Linked DNA regions of Mus musculus: all the other regions are linked to region 1. A link is a contact called in public Hi-C and promoter capture Hi-C data. All regions are on one chromosome and are shown on one strand. Each heading gives the region's core, a stretch centred on a gene start, on an enhancer-like site or on the middle of the called end of the contact. The rest is flanking DNA. Distances are from core to core; before and after follow the strand shown. Region 1 holds the start of Pgghg (protein glucosylgalactosylhydroxylysine glucosidase). Region 2 holds the start of Mapk1ip1 (mitogen-activated protein kinase 1 interacting protein 1). Region 3 holds the start of Tssc4 (tumor-suppressing subchromosomal transferable fragment 4).

The links. A called contact is a pair of places that touch in the nucleus more often than the background predicts. Capture Hi-C pulls out chosen DNA fragments and counts their contacts.
Region 2: a contact with region 1 is called in a promoter capture Hi-C map of adipose tissue, with 2.9 times the contacts expected there. The contact joins the promoter of Mapk1ip1 here to the promoter of Pgghg in region 1.
Region 3: a contact with region 1 is called in a Hi-C map of B cells, with 5 read pairs. The contact joins the promoter of Tssc4 here to the promoter of Pgghg in region 1. A contact is called at or near these places in 1 of 39 promoter capture datasets (the C10 cell line) and 1 of 484 Hi-C or Micro-C datasets (B cells).

Annotation. Positions count from the first base shown.
Region 1 is chr7:140,939,798-140,944,367 of GRCm38.p6, forward strand. Pgghg (protein glucosylgalactosylhydroxylysine glucosidase) reads left to right here and starts at 1,594. Exons shown (of 14, transcript NM_145387.5): 1 at 1,594-1,846; 2 at 2,488-2,768; 3 at 3,189-3,399; 4 at 3,480-3,915. The coding sequence starts at 2,513.
Region 2 is chr7:138,844,158-138,848,851 of GRCm38.p6, forward strand. It overlaps Mapk1ip1 (mitogen-activated protein kinase 1 interacting protein 1), which reads right to left and starts at 2,110. Exons shown (of 2, transcript NM_001045483.1): 1 at 1,800-2,110. Ppp2r2d (protein phosphatase 2, regulatory subunit B, delta) reads left to right here and starts at 2,229. Exons shown (of 9, transcript NM_026391.2): 1 at 2,229-2,358; 2 at 2,455-2,547. The coding sequence starts at 2,352.
Region 3 is chr7:143,066,305-143,071,041 of GRCm38.p6, forward strand. It overlaps Tssc4 (tumor-suppressing subchromosomal transferable fragment 4), which reads left to right and starts at 3,064. Exons shown (of 3, transcript NM_020285.2): 1 at 3,064-3,209; 2 at 3,451-3,546; 3 at 3,632-4,737. The coding sequence starts at 3,653. The coding sequence ends at 4,606. It overlaps Cd81 (CD81 antigen), which reads left to right. Exons shown (of 8, transcript NM_133655.2): 5 at 1-48; 6 at 357-458; 7 at 843-929; 8 at 1,008-1,626. The coding sequence ends at 1,070.

The DNA of each region.
Region 1 (4,570 bases), core at 344-2,843:
CTAGGTCCCTGGGAGGAGCCTAGTGGAAGCCAGCTAGCTAGGGAAAGCTCATGGGGCCCCTCCCCTAGATGAAGAGCTACAATCAATTAACTATTGCAGAAGGAGGGAGAATTAGTCTTCCCCGGGGATGAGCCTCTTTTAGACCTGGGGAAGGAGGAGGGGTGGTAGGGATGGAAACAAACAATTCCTGAGTGTCTGATTAAAGCAAGCTGTATTTACAACTGGCCAGCTGGCTGTCTCTCCTAAAGTCAGGATTTCAGAGAGCAGCCCCTCACTGGCTTTTGAGGTTCCTTTTATGGAGAAAGGTTAGGGCTGATAGAAAACAGATGTCGCGATAATTGGCTGTTAGAAAGGAGGCAATAAAAATAAGTGCAAGAAAACATCACGTGGAAAGGGAGTCATCAAGGTATCTAGGAAGACATTTTCATAAGGCAAAAGGATAGTCGTATCACAGGTTCGGGAGTTTAGCAAGGCAAAGGGGTAGGCACACATGATGGAGTCACAAGTTCAGCACAGGTTGGAAAGCAAGGTTTGCAGGATGCATCAGGCTTAAGAAACAGAAACGGATTCTTGTAGGAGACTTAATAACAATGTGTAACAATGTGGCTCTTTAACATCAACCTGGCACCTGTTCTGGTTTACACCTCCTATTGGTGTTCCAGTACCAAGTGGTCAGCCCCATAAACATATACTCAAATGCAACCCCATAAACATATACTCAAATGCAACACTGAACAGACTCACAGGTGGTGTTTATCTATTTATTCCTTATATGTATATGTAACAACAATGGTTTAAAAAGAGTCCCAGGGGTTGGAGAGATGGCTCAGTGGTTAAGAGCACTGGCTGTTCTTCTGAAGGTCCTGAGTTCAAATCCCAGCAACCACATGGTGGCTTACAATCATCTGCAATAAGTTCTGATGCCCTCTTCTAACATGGAAGTGGACGTGCAGATAGAGCACTCATTTACATAAAAAGCACACATTTAAAAAAAAGAAGAAGAAAAGAAAAAAGAAACTCTTCCAAAAAAAGAGGTCCTGTGCCTGGCAGTGGTGGCGCACTCCTTTAATCCCAGCACTTGGGAGGTAGAGGCAGGTGAATTTCTGAGTTTGAGGACAGCCTGGTCTACAGAGTGAGTTCCAGGACAGCCAGGGCTACACAGAGAAACCCTGTCTGGAACCCCCCCCCCCAAAAAAAGAGGTCCTGTGAATGTGGGTGGGACATACATGGGAGGAGTAGGAGGAAATGGTGTAATTATATTTTAATTAAATCAAAATAAATAAATACTGCTCAGTGTAGTGTGCACGTCTTTAACCCTAACACTGAAGAGGCAGAAGTAGGTTGGAGCTCTGTGAGTTTGAGGACAGCTGGGTTTGCATACCAAGAGTCAGGCCAACCACTCAAAAATAGGATAAAACATAAAAATGAAATAATTTCCCTAAATAGGAAAGGTCCCGTGAGCTAAGGGGAAAGTCTGAAAAGCATTCGGCTGTGGAACTTTTACACAGCACCCACTTCTTTCAGGTTTGCATGAGGTAGGCTTTTCTTACAAGCATCCTGTTCCTTAAATAGCCAGGGTCCTTTCTAGTCACTAAACGTCACTGTAGAGTGGTATCTCAGGTCTGTCCCAGCCTTGCATACATCTTAGAGCCAAAGCTCAACTAACCCCTAGTCCTATTGCGTGGTCTCTTCCCCAAAACCATGACAGTTTCCCAGGTCCCGCCTAAACTCAGACCCGCCCACCTGCCACGCGGCAGGGCCGCTTCTTCTTCCTACCGCCAGGGGCAGCTCGCACCCACAGAGCCTTCTTACACCCGGATCCCCGCACTGAGTGGAGAGGGCAGCGGTGAGTTACAAAAACAGCCCACACTCTTCTCCAGCCCGCCCTCACCCTCTTTCACTGAGTACTCTGAACTCTTTTTCGTCCCTTTATTCCCTAGTCTCTCTTCCCGACAACTCGCGATCGATCCCCCTCTCCGCACCCCACCCCTACACGGGCTTCCTCTTTCCATTTCCTGGGCAAGTCCCGCTACTCCCCAGTTGCGGCCCCACCCCACCCCATCGTCGTCATCCACCCCATCCGGTCCCTCCTCCCCAATCCCAACGCCTCTCCTTGCTGTCCCTCTCCAAATCTCCGGGTTCCTCTTCCTCCACCGTCCGGCCTCACCCTCCCTGAGGATTTAGGGCCCGCGAAGAACTCCCTGATTCCTACCTCAGCAGTTCTTACTTAAGGAAGCTGGCTCAGGAGCTCACAAGAGGGAGGTCGGCGGTGGGTGCTGAGAGAACTTGTTTACAGATTCACTTGGGCTCCTGGCAGTCTTCTTAATTTAAGAATGTTCTTGGCGCCCGCAACCCTTACTTAGGGTAGCTACGCAGCTAGCCCCCGACTCCCCTCACCGCCTGTGGGGATTGGCCAAGTTTGAGGGTTTACTGTGAGTGTGCGTGTGGAGGAAAGTCCAGCTAGTCACTGTTAACTGTCTCCTCCAGGCCGTCTGGGCTGAGGCAGCTTTCCATGGACGGCTCTGAAGATGACCCGACCATATTCAGTGCCCGTTGTCTGCCCAGTGACCCCAGGCTCTGGGCCACTGTAACGAACTCATACCTAGGTACACGTGTGTATCATGACACCATCCATATAAACGGTGTGTACAATGGAGCTGTCGGGGACACTCACCGGGCCAGTCTGCCCAGCCCCCTCAATGTCCAGCTGGAGGCCCCTGCAGGGACAGAACAGCTGACAGAGACCTTTACCCTGGACACCAACACAGGTTAGCTGTCACCAACCCGTGCCAACCTATTGCTCCTCACTTGTCCATGAAGCTGGGAAAGGGGCCACAACCACCAATGTGTGCCTCAGGCCTGTAACCTTGGCACTGGTACTGGGAAGGTTGAGGCGGGAAGACGGAGAGTTGGAGCTCAGCCTCCAGTACACATCAAGATGCATCACAAAAATATGTAAACACATAGCCTTTAATTTAAGGAAGAAGAAGAAGAAAAAAAAAAACATGAAAAAGCCGCCTCCCAAAATGAGGCCTGTGTGGTTGCTCTTGCTTTCTTTTCATCTGGGTGGGCCCACTACACAGTGGGGAGAGGCAGCCTGAGGTCTGAAGGACCCCACTCCCAGCCCAGGAAGGTAATGGTGCTCTGTGGTACTGAGAGTGTGTCTGCCTTTCCCCAACCCTCCCTAGGTTCCTTCCTCCACACCCTGGAAGGCCCCAGCTTCCGGGCTTCCCAGCGGATCTATGCTCACCGTGTGTTACCCCATGTCCTGGTCTTCAGTGTGTCCATTGCACGCTTGACCACAGGGAACAAACCCATCACAGTGCCGTTACGGGCAGACTTCTCCCCCGAAAGCCCAGACCTGGACCTGCGTGTGGGGCCTGACTTCCAGGGACTCCGGTAAGAATCACACTGGGTAAATCTAGGTAGCCCAGAGAGCAGAGCGAGCCCTTTCTTAAGACTCAGCTATGCCCTTGCAGGTACCTGCATGGCCACGTACTTAACCCTGAGCAGCCTGGAGAGCCACAGCAGGAAGTGCATATGCTATGGATGCCTGTCCCCCCAGCCTTGACCCTTGGGGAAGAGGAGAAGGACAGGACCTGGGAGTTTCTGACTGTTGTGGGTAGCAGCCAGGCTGAAGCCCAGGACTGCTTTGCTGAGGCCCTACAGCTGCAGACCAGGGGTGTTCTGTATACAATCCATGCAGACTCCTGGGGCCGGCTCTGGGCAGGCTGTGGCCTGGATGTGGCTGGGCCCCTGGCCCTGCGCCAGGCCCTTCGTGGCTCTCTCTACTACCTGTTCAGTGAGCTTCCCCAGCCTGGCACTCAAGGATTCATCAGCCATGGGCTTAGCCCCGGAGGACTCTCCAATGGGAGTAAGGAGGAATGCTACTGGGGCCATATCTTCTGGGATCAGGTACATCCTACCCTGCACTGGTTACACAGGGGGAGTTGCATGCAAAGATTCCGGGCATTGCCTTTGCACTACCTGAGATCAAGACCAAACATGGGAGCTCTAGATAGGAGGGCTTCCTGGAAGAGATGGTTGGTTTCTCAGAAGAAAGGTGTGTAGGAATGTGGTAGAAAAGAGTGGTCCAGGTTAGAGCAAACAGAAGGCGCAAAGGCTGAGGGTCTGCAACATTTGAAAGCAGAGAAGGGGCCTCATAGCTGGCTAAGAACACCAGAGCCTCAGAGTGAGCCAGGTGCAAGCCTGGAGCTTACAAAAGGACTGGAAAAACCATAGAGACTGTAGAAGAATGATACAAGGAGAGATACAGTCTGGGAAGATTTGGGACTGTCAGGAGCAGCTGGGTGCGGGGGAAGCAAGGGCTGGAGAAGGCAGTACTGTAGGTTGTAGCCTATGGAGATCAGCGGCCACTGCGTGAGGGAATAGCGAGAGGGAAGGCTCGAGGCCACTCCCACGTCTGACACCTTGTGAAGTCTGCACAGTGGCCCATTTGACAGATGAAGTCAAAGAAAGCTGAGGTCAGGCAGCCGGAGAGCAAGCTCTCCCTAGAGGCGTGATGCAAACCAGTGCTCGTGCCCGTGAGCTTCTCCTGATACTGCCCCGG
Region 2 (4,694 bases), core at 860-3,359, 2.1 Mb before region 1:
TGGGCATAGATGTGCATATATTTTAAAAAGTTAAATTTGGCCTATGCTGGCTCATTTCATGTCAACTTGACAGGGTGGGGTCATCTGAGAGGAGGGTACCTCAATGGAGAAAATGCCTCCCTCAGATCTACCTGAGGGCAAACCTGTTATTTTCTTAATTGGTAATTGATGGGGAGGAGTCCAGCCTATTATGGGTGGAGCCACCTCTGTCCCGGTGGTTCTGGGATCTGTAAGAAAGCAGGATGAGCAAGCCATGAGGAGCCAGCCAGTAAGCAGCACACTTCCATGACCTGCATCAGCTCCTGCTTCCAGGATCCTGCCATGATGTCCTTCAGTGATGGACTATAATGTGGAAGTGTAAGCCAAATATACTGCCTGCCACTAATTATTAAGGCAGCTACTTACAGTTCTGTCCATTCGGTCTGTCATTCTTCATTAAGAAGCACCCCAGTACACACAGACACACATGTGACAGTGCTGTCTAGCTACATAACTTAAACATGCAGCTACAATTAGGCAGATAGGAATATCGAGATCACTTGGCATTACTTGAGATACCCATGCCTACATGGAGTCTGGATAAACTTAAGTTAAACCCCAGTTCTGCAAGCAGTCTCAGAATGCTTCTTCCCAGGCTTGGAATTCCGTCCTCAGGCTCCTCCCAAAACGTCCTCCCAGAACTATACATATGCTCTTAACTCTCCTGATGCTCTGGAGTGTCATCTGGGTGACATTCCTATATCCTCACTACTCCATGTCTCTTATTCTTCTCCATTACTCTCATACACCCAGACACATGCAGCTCATTTTATCCTCCTACTTAACTCAGAGACAGTTCTTTCAGAAACAACCCTGAGTGCTGCTACTGATGGAAGGCCCTATTTCTTCATGACTTTCTCCAGCTCTTGGCCATAGCCAGCCCTCTCATCAGAGTTCACCCCCTGAAAACAGCTTCCTGCTCTGTCCCGGACCACCTTGCCTCCACTGCTATGACTAGCCTTCCTTGGCCACTTCTGTTCTCCCCACAGCTTCTTGCTGCCCTTTAAACACATTAGCAAGCTTAGGTGTGCTCCGTGCTTGTAAACCCAGCGCCAACGAGGTGGAACCAGACGTATTTCAATTTAGAGACCAGCCTCATGTTACATGGCAAGACCCTAATCAAAGTGTGTGTGTGCAATTGAATTAAAAATAAAACATCGGAAAGAAAAGGTCAGGGTGGCCCAGCCTGTGCACTAGCTGTTCTCATTTCTAGCAGCCGCCCAAGACGTCAGCCTGAGATTCTTTCTTATCTCCTCTAATTGCTCTCCTAAAGATACCAACTGCTCCAATCTCCTTCCCCTGCTTCTGTGTTGTATTTAACTCTAGTCCACTTAACTTTCCCCAGGTTTTTCTTATTGTCTCTTCTCCGCTGAAGAGTAAACTCCACCAGGACAGACACATCACCTCTACACAAGCAGCATCCCAGCCAAGACTGAGAATAGAAAAAGCACTTGCTAAAAGGCAAAACATTTTTGAAGTGGAGAATGCTCTGGTTTGGAACAACTGCCCTCTAGTGGTGCAGTACGCTCACTGCCAACTTCATAGTGATTTCGGATAAGTCAAGCCCACGAACAAATAATTCCTCTTCATGCTAGAAAAACACACCCACAAATAAAGCAAATGTCGAGAACGGTTCCCTAGGGGCTATACTGAGAGCTCAAAGAATCCCTGAAGTAGCACTCTGATGAGATCAGTGCTCAGAAGCTACGATCAAAGATTCTGGGGGCAAGAGAGCCTGGATGATGGGCAAAATTACGCACGCAGGTGCTGGGTTCCAGGTGCTCCGGGGATCAGAGGCCCCGCCTGCCCACGGCCGAGCGCTCTCTATTGGCAGATCCACGGAGGTTCCGCGTTCCCGTTGGCTCAGCTGTAGGAAAGGCCCAGGCCTTCGAGCATCCAGTCCAGCCGGCCGCAGAAGAAAGTCTGAGGCCTTAAGAACGTAGAGGGCGTCGCGTCCTAGCCTTGACACGACTCGAGAAGGCCGCCTCTATCTGCCAGCGGACTAGTCCAAGACACTCCTCTCCTTGGACCGCAGCGGCTACGTAGGTCCAACCTCAAGACAGCTCGCGCAGACGCAGTCGGCGCACGGTGCGCCCCCGGCAGCCCCCGCGGCACTGACCGTCGGAGGAGGCGGAGGGGGATGACGTCATCCGGCGGGGCGACGGGCATTGGGCGCCATTTTGAAAAGGGGAAAAAATTCCCTCCCCGGCGGCGGCGACGGTGGCGGCAGCGGCGGCGGCGGTGGCGGCCGGGGCTGAGCGCTCGGAGCGCCTCGGTCGGCCGCGCTCGGCTGGGCGCGTCCCGCCCGCGCCATGGCAGGTGAGGGCCGTGCGCGAGCGAGCGAGCGGGGCGGGCGGGCGGACTGGACGGTGGTGGGGCGGGGCGGGGCCGGCCTGACGGCGCGCTCTGTTGCAGGAGCTGGAGGCGGCGGCTGCCCGGCGGGCGGCAACGACTTCCAGTGGTGCTTCTCGCAGGTGAAGGGCGCTGTCGACGAGGACGTGGCGGAAGGTGAGGCCCGACCGACACCCCACCCCAACCCCCGAGCCCCGCAAGGTCATGCTCGCTCAGCCGCCGGTCCGGACGCGGCCGCCTTTGCCCGCCTGACCGGCGTTGTCCCGGGAGACCCTCGGCCGGCCAGCGGCTGAAGAGAGGGAGGGGTGTCCGTAGGGAGACGGCTGCGGACGCGGGGCTGGGGAGAGACTGCGGCTGAGTCCCGCTTCGGGGATCTGTTGGGGAGACGGCGGTGGACGCTAGCCTTGGGAGGCTATGGGGATGATGGCCATGACGCCGGCCTCAGGGGTCGGTGGGCACAGATGGCCATGGAGGCCAGCCTCGGGAGGCTATGGGGAGACGACCGTGGACGCCGGCCTCGAGGGTCTGTAAGAAGGTAAGGCCGGGGCAGAGGTATCGAGCCATGTAAGGAAGATGCGGCCACAGGTCTTTGGAGTCTGGGGTGTATAACGATCTTAAATGCATGTCTCACTAGCGTCTGTACGGAGTGAAGAAAAAGGACTGTAGACACTAGGCAGCGACCCCGGGATTCCGCTAGGAGTTGGTACCACGGGGTGAGGTGAGGTCCATTTTTGTGAAAGGAGAGAGATAGGGGGGCATGGCAGTTGATCTTGAGGCCCTGTGGGGTAAATCAGGTCCCAGACACTAATGTGGGAGCCCATGCAATATAAAGGGTCTTTCATCTATCTCCCTGGCACCCGTATAAGGTGGAAGGAGAACCATGCAGGGTTATCAGTCTCCGGGGGCCCATGCTGGACTGGACTCAGGACGGGATGGAGCACCGAGTGCTCTGGATACCCTGTTTGTGGTCGTAGGTGTGCTAGTCTGTCCAGTCCAATCTCTGGCCAGGTAGACGTCGGTCAGCCCTGGATCTCCACCTCTTGTTGTTGAGCAAGAGGAACTTATTTGTCATGGGGTCTCCTGAAGCGCTACAGTAGTGGCGGTTTTCTTTTTTTAACTGAGTAGTGTTTTCTCTTCCCACACTGCTCTTTAAAGTCACTTCTCCAGACTTTGTTTTTTGATGTTGTCCCATCCAGCCAAGTCCTGGGATTTCAAACACACACTGTGTGTGTGTGTGTGTGTGTGTGTGTGTGTGTGTGTGTGTGTGTGTGTGTGGTGAGCATAGGCCTGCCTGTTCGTGCTCCTGCACGTGTGGAGGTTAGAGGACAACTTAGCAGAGTTGGTTCTTTTTACCACGTGAGTCCCAGGGATGGCCATCAGGCTTGACAGCGAATGGCTTTACCTGCTAAGCAGTCTCATCCACCCACTTACAGTTTATTTTTGTTTTTTGAAACAGAATTTCATGTACCTCAGATTGGCCTCAAACTCCCTATATAGCTGAGGCTGGCATTGAACTGTTTGTTTCTGAGACAGGATTTTTCTGTAGAACAGCCCTGGTTTTGTGCACCAGGCTGACCTCCGGGGTTAAAGGCATAAACTGCTGTGCCCAACTTTGGCCTTGAATTCTTGATCCTGCTGCTTCTACTTCCCAAATTCTGAAATTATTGGCAAGCATTGCAATCAAAGCCCAGCTTTCCATAAAACTGTTCCTTATCCTCAAAGCTTCAGTCTGCTGCCTTCTTTCCCCTGATCACAGTTTAAATGTGCCATCATTGTAGGTAGACAGGGAAGTAGGAGAGCGTGAAGACTGTGGGATTTATTCTTAGAGATTTGACATTAGCATTTTATATTAGACTCAAAGCAACTCGTTCAGTGTCTAATAAACCATGGGCTTTCACTTTCTTTTAAAGACGTCTGTTCACTCCACCCACACTCCTCACTAGCAGGCGCTCCTCAGATGTCCTGTCCTGCTTCTTGTTTGCTCCTCCACCCTGTCTCTTCTGGAAGTGTCTGGCTTGACTCATGACCATTGAGAACATCTGGAGGCCTGTGGTCCCAGGGACAAGACCGGAACAGGTCATCTTGGCCTGTGAAACTGCTCTCCAAAAGTTGCAGAGGTGAATGGTTTCAGATTGAAGTCAGGTGACTTTTATGTGGCATAGTTTATTGATTTTGTTTCTTCTGTATTGGCATAAAATGTATTACTGTGTTTCATTTTTCTTGTGCCAGGTAGGTGACAGGTCAGCCTTATTCCTGTGATTCATCCTACTTGTGATAGCAGTGTAGGAAGATTAGGCTGCCTT
Region 3 (4,737 bases), core at 1,814-4,313, 2.1 Mb after region 1:
GATGATGCCAACAATGCCAAGGCTGTGGTGAAGACTTTCCATGAGACGGTATAGCTAGGCTCAAGCAGGAGGGGAGGCTGTGGGGTTCCTAGTGTGTGAGGGCATGGGTCTCCTTTCTTTCCAACACAACAGGGCCTAGGAAAGGGTCTCCTCTATGATTTGTGGGTCCTCAGGTAGGAATCTAATGGGCCTCATTTTCCCAGGGGTTTGAAGGAACAGGGCTCCTGTGCAGGGTGACAAACAGGGCAGAAGGACAACTCCCAAGTGTATTTTGGGGTGACGGTGTGCTGTGTGCCTGATCTTTCCCTTGTCTCCTGAAGCTCCAAAGCTGACAGTGTTGTTCTTGGTCCCTGCAGCTCAACTGTTGTGGCTCCAACGCACTGACCACACTGACTACCACCATACTGAGGAACAGCCTGTGTCCCTCAGGCGGCAACATACTCACCCCCTTACTGCAGGTAGCATGGAGTGGGGATGAGGTGGTGGTGGTGGTCGGTAGGGTGGTGTGGCCAATCAGGAAGATCAGCACTTTGAGCAAGACCTCAGAAGTCCCATAGACCATCTCTATTACTGGGGTACCGGGTCCTCACAGCTTGAGTTAACCCCTGCAACATCCCAGAAAACTGTTCTCTTGAGTGGTCCCTCATACCCTGGTGACCCTAGGGTGCTAGTGAGGTAAAAAAACACTCCCCTGTGACAAAAGGCTGCAGGCAGCAGGTCCGTGTGTCTTAAATTTGTTTTGGGGTGGAAGATAAGCTGTGATACATAGGTCCTGTCACTGAGTAGGGTGGTGGCTGTGACTTAGCCACTGATGGTTAACCACGCTCTTGCCATCCCTGCAGCAAGATTGTCATCAGAAAATCGATGAGCTCTTCTCTGGGAAGCTGTACCTCATTGGAATTGCAGCCATTGTGGTAGCTGTCATTATGGTAAGCACAGGGTCTCTGGTGGGTGGGTGGGATCCTTCCCAGGGCCTTAGGTGCTGACTATGCCCCTCCCTCCTGCAGATCTTTGAGATGATTCTGAGCATGGTGCTGTGCTGTGGCATCCGGAACAGCTCCGTGTACTGAGGCCCTTTGCATTGCACCAGAGGATCCCTGGAGTGACCAGAGGCCACCTTGGGGGACATGGCCTGTGTATATAATATTTCTGTATCACTCTGCTACACTTAGTCTTTTTACTTTTGAGTTTTTTGTTTTGTTTTGTTTTGTTTTTGTTTTAGTTTTTTTTTTTGTCCTGAACTTTTCCTGTTACCTTTTGGGAGCTGACATCACACATGGGTGGCATATGTGGGATGTAGGGGTGGAGCTGGCCCTGGCTTGCAGGGCCCTGTACGTCTGGGACCCCTGGAGAGTTCTGCCTGCTGAGCCAAACCTCCTCTACAGCTACTTGCCCAGAGGCTTTGTAGCCTAGCTAGAGGGCCATGCCCACCCACTCAACCCACTGTGGGTCACATTGCTCACATCTTTTTAATCTTTGTTCCTTTCCTGCCTCCATTTCAAGAGCTGGGTTTGTAAGCCCTCTTATGCCTTCAATGCACTTATTCTTTCTAACGTGTCACCTTCAACTGTAATTAAATCTTGAAACAGTCATTTAATAAAGGAGGAAAAAAATCAGGCATGCTAATGGGACTGCCAGACCTCTTCCTGTGCTAGCGGTGTCAGAGACCTGGCTCATCAGCTCTGAACTTTGCCAGGCACAGGGTGAGCAGGTCCAATAGAGGCTGTGGAACACAGTGGGTGGGGAGGGCTGGGACCCTGGGAGCACTCCATATGGGTCCTCCCTCATTTGTACCTCCTTATACTGGGAGCTCAATGCTGACTTTACGCCAGCCTTGACCTCATTTCCACTCATCTGTTGGACATGACAGGTCAGGCTGAGTCGGGTAGGAGGAGCCACCTAAGCAGGGAAATTCAGCACAGAATGATGGAGATAAGCTGCAAGAACACCCTCCTTTTCAGGGACAAGACAGTAAAGGTTAGCCCATTACCCCATCCATCTCAAGAAAAGATTCCACGGAGCTGGGTGGCTCTGGCTTGTGTCTCAATAAGTAAAAGGCAAGATGGCAGTTCACTTACCCCTGTGAACTGAGGATCAGGCTAAGCAACCTCCCGGACGCCAGGGGCAACCACCACTGTCTCTTTCCCTTTGTCTCCTGTCTGCGCCCCTCCCCCAGGCTGCTGGCATAGTTAATTGGCCACTAGAGGAGAGACGCCCTAGCCAAGATTCATGGCCCAGCTTCTAGCAGCCTCCCAGTAGGCTTATTTGTCGGTGAACCCCAAGCTTGTACTAGGACATTCTAGGTCTCCGCCACCTCTACCTCCCACGCCTATGCAACCTGTTCCGTGCTTGGTTGGTTTCTGGTCTGAGGAGCCCTTTATATCCTATGTTATGAGGTCCATGGGCACCAGGCCAAAGCTGTTGGAGGCCTGCTGCACAGCTTCAGAAACATAGGAAAGGAGAGGCGCATGCAGCAGCCCCATGGTGTCTCAGACTCTGATCCCTAAGGATACAAGAAAACAGCCCCACGCCTGGAGGAGGATTATGTGTGGCCTTGACTAGTAGGGGCGGCGTCCTGCAACTAAAGTGTCCGTTCCTGCGTCAGGAAGCACAGACAGGCAGAGCCCAGGATAGCGGCTTCGAATCTCTGAAGCCCCAACCAACCCACCCCAGGGACCACTACGTCTCTTCATGCCAAGAGCCAACCAGGACCTTGGCCCCGCCTCACTCCAGAAAGCCAACAAAGCACAAGACCCACACCACTTCCGCCCAGGGCCGGAAATGTCTAGGAAACTGGTTGGCGCTCACAGTGCGTGGTGACGCACTTCCTCCTTGTGTCGGACCCGGCCGGGACGGCTTCCGACAGGCGAAGCTGCAGGCCTCAACCCTTTGCGATTGGCAGTTAGCCCTGGAGTATTGTGGGAACCGTGGCTCCGCCTTTTCCTTTTTCGTCATTTCTGGGTGGGTTTCCGTGTGCGCTCCGGGTTGGCACGCTTGTTAAGGTTACAAGTCCCGGCTGACATTAGGCGGGAACCCATTGCCTTCTGGGAGTTGTAGTTTCTCGGGCGCTGAAGCCACGAAAATCTGATCGCCCGAGACTCGGTTTCCCAGGAACCCGAGCGAGACTGGACAGGACCGAATCCCGGGGAACTGGCGGGACGCTGCGAGAAAGGCGGCAGGGTATTGAGGCGTGTACGGACGCTGGAACGGTGAGCACTGGCCTCCCTAAGGCCGCGGCCAGGGCATTCCCGTGCCTGTTTCTGCCAGCCCTTCGTCCGGACCCGGGTGGCGCTTGTACCTAGAGAGGCTGCGCTTTACTGAGAGCCCGTGATGGGACAAGCAGCTGATGGAGATCTCCTGTCACCAGCATCTCCCAGTGCTCATCTATTGTATGTCCACACTGTTATGATCTCATGGTTGACTCTCTCCTTAACCCCACCTAACCTGCAGCTCCTGTATCTGTGCGCGCTAGGATACCCTTTAACCACCCAGCTTCGCGAGGCCTCCCGTCCGGCTGTGAGTAGAGGCACTTGACACATAGTGGAGGTGAAAGACGGGAGCCTGGGAGGACGGGGAGGGATGAGGCCTTAAATACACCCCTCACGGCGGAACTGGGACTGCTTCGCTACAGGTGGGACGGGTGTCAGGTCGTATGGCGGAGACAGAGGCTGGCCTGGAGGCTGATGAACCCACCGAGGATGACACCCTGCCTTCTGACACCGTCTCCCTCAGCGACTCGGACTCGGACCTTAGCTTACCTAGTGGTGTGGAGGTCCAAGTGTTGTCCCCAGAGAGGCTTTCGGAGGAGGGCCAGGAGGACTCCGGCCCTGAGGACCCTCCATCGCCCCCCACGGGCACCCTCACCACTGCAGTGCAGCCATTCCACCTCCGAGGCATGAGTTCTACCTTCTCCCAGCGCAGCCACAGCATCTTTGATTGTCTGGAGAGTGCAGCCCGGCAGGCACCGTGCTCTGCTCCCCAAACCAGTGTGAGTGACAATGGCAGCTTCAGGCGGCCCGTGACTCCCCCAAGTCAGACTCCAGCAAGGGGCCTGAGCAGAGTGCATGGGAACACTGGCCCGACTAGGGTACTCCCAGTCCCTGACTATGTGTCACACCCTGAGCGTTGGACCAAATACAGTCTGGAGGATGTGTCTGAAGCCAGTGAGCAGAGCAATCGTGATGCTGCCCTGGCCTTCCTGAGCTCTCGAAGCCAGGTGTCCCACACAGACTATGTGCCTTCTTTCAACCAGGACCCCTCTAGCTGTGGGGAGGGAAGAGTGGTCTTCACCAAACCAGTGAGGGACAGTGAGGCTAGGGCTGAGAGGAAGAGGGTCCTAAAGAAGGGGGTTGGGTCAGGTGCGGGGGGTGAGGCCGCTGTGGAGCTAGCCCATCTCGCTGGACCTGAGGCTGAGGAATGGAGTGGCCACCAGGGACAGCCAGAGGTGGTGGTACCTTCAGAAGCTGCCCATCCTGAGTCCTCATCAGGCCCCATAGGTGTGAAGGCTGTTGGTTTCCATGGCAGCAAGAAGCGGAGCAGAGACCACTTCCGGAACAGGGACGGTAACCCTGGGGGGCCGGGGTCTGAGAGAGGACCCTCAGTTTGACTGCAGTGCTATCACTCTACCCCTCACCTGCTAGTCCAAGTGGGAAGGTGTGGGCTGTCTGTGGTAGGGGGATGTGTGCAGCCGCTCTGGCAGAGACTGTGGGAATTGTGGGTCAGGGGACCTCGAAGGCC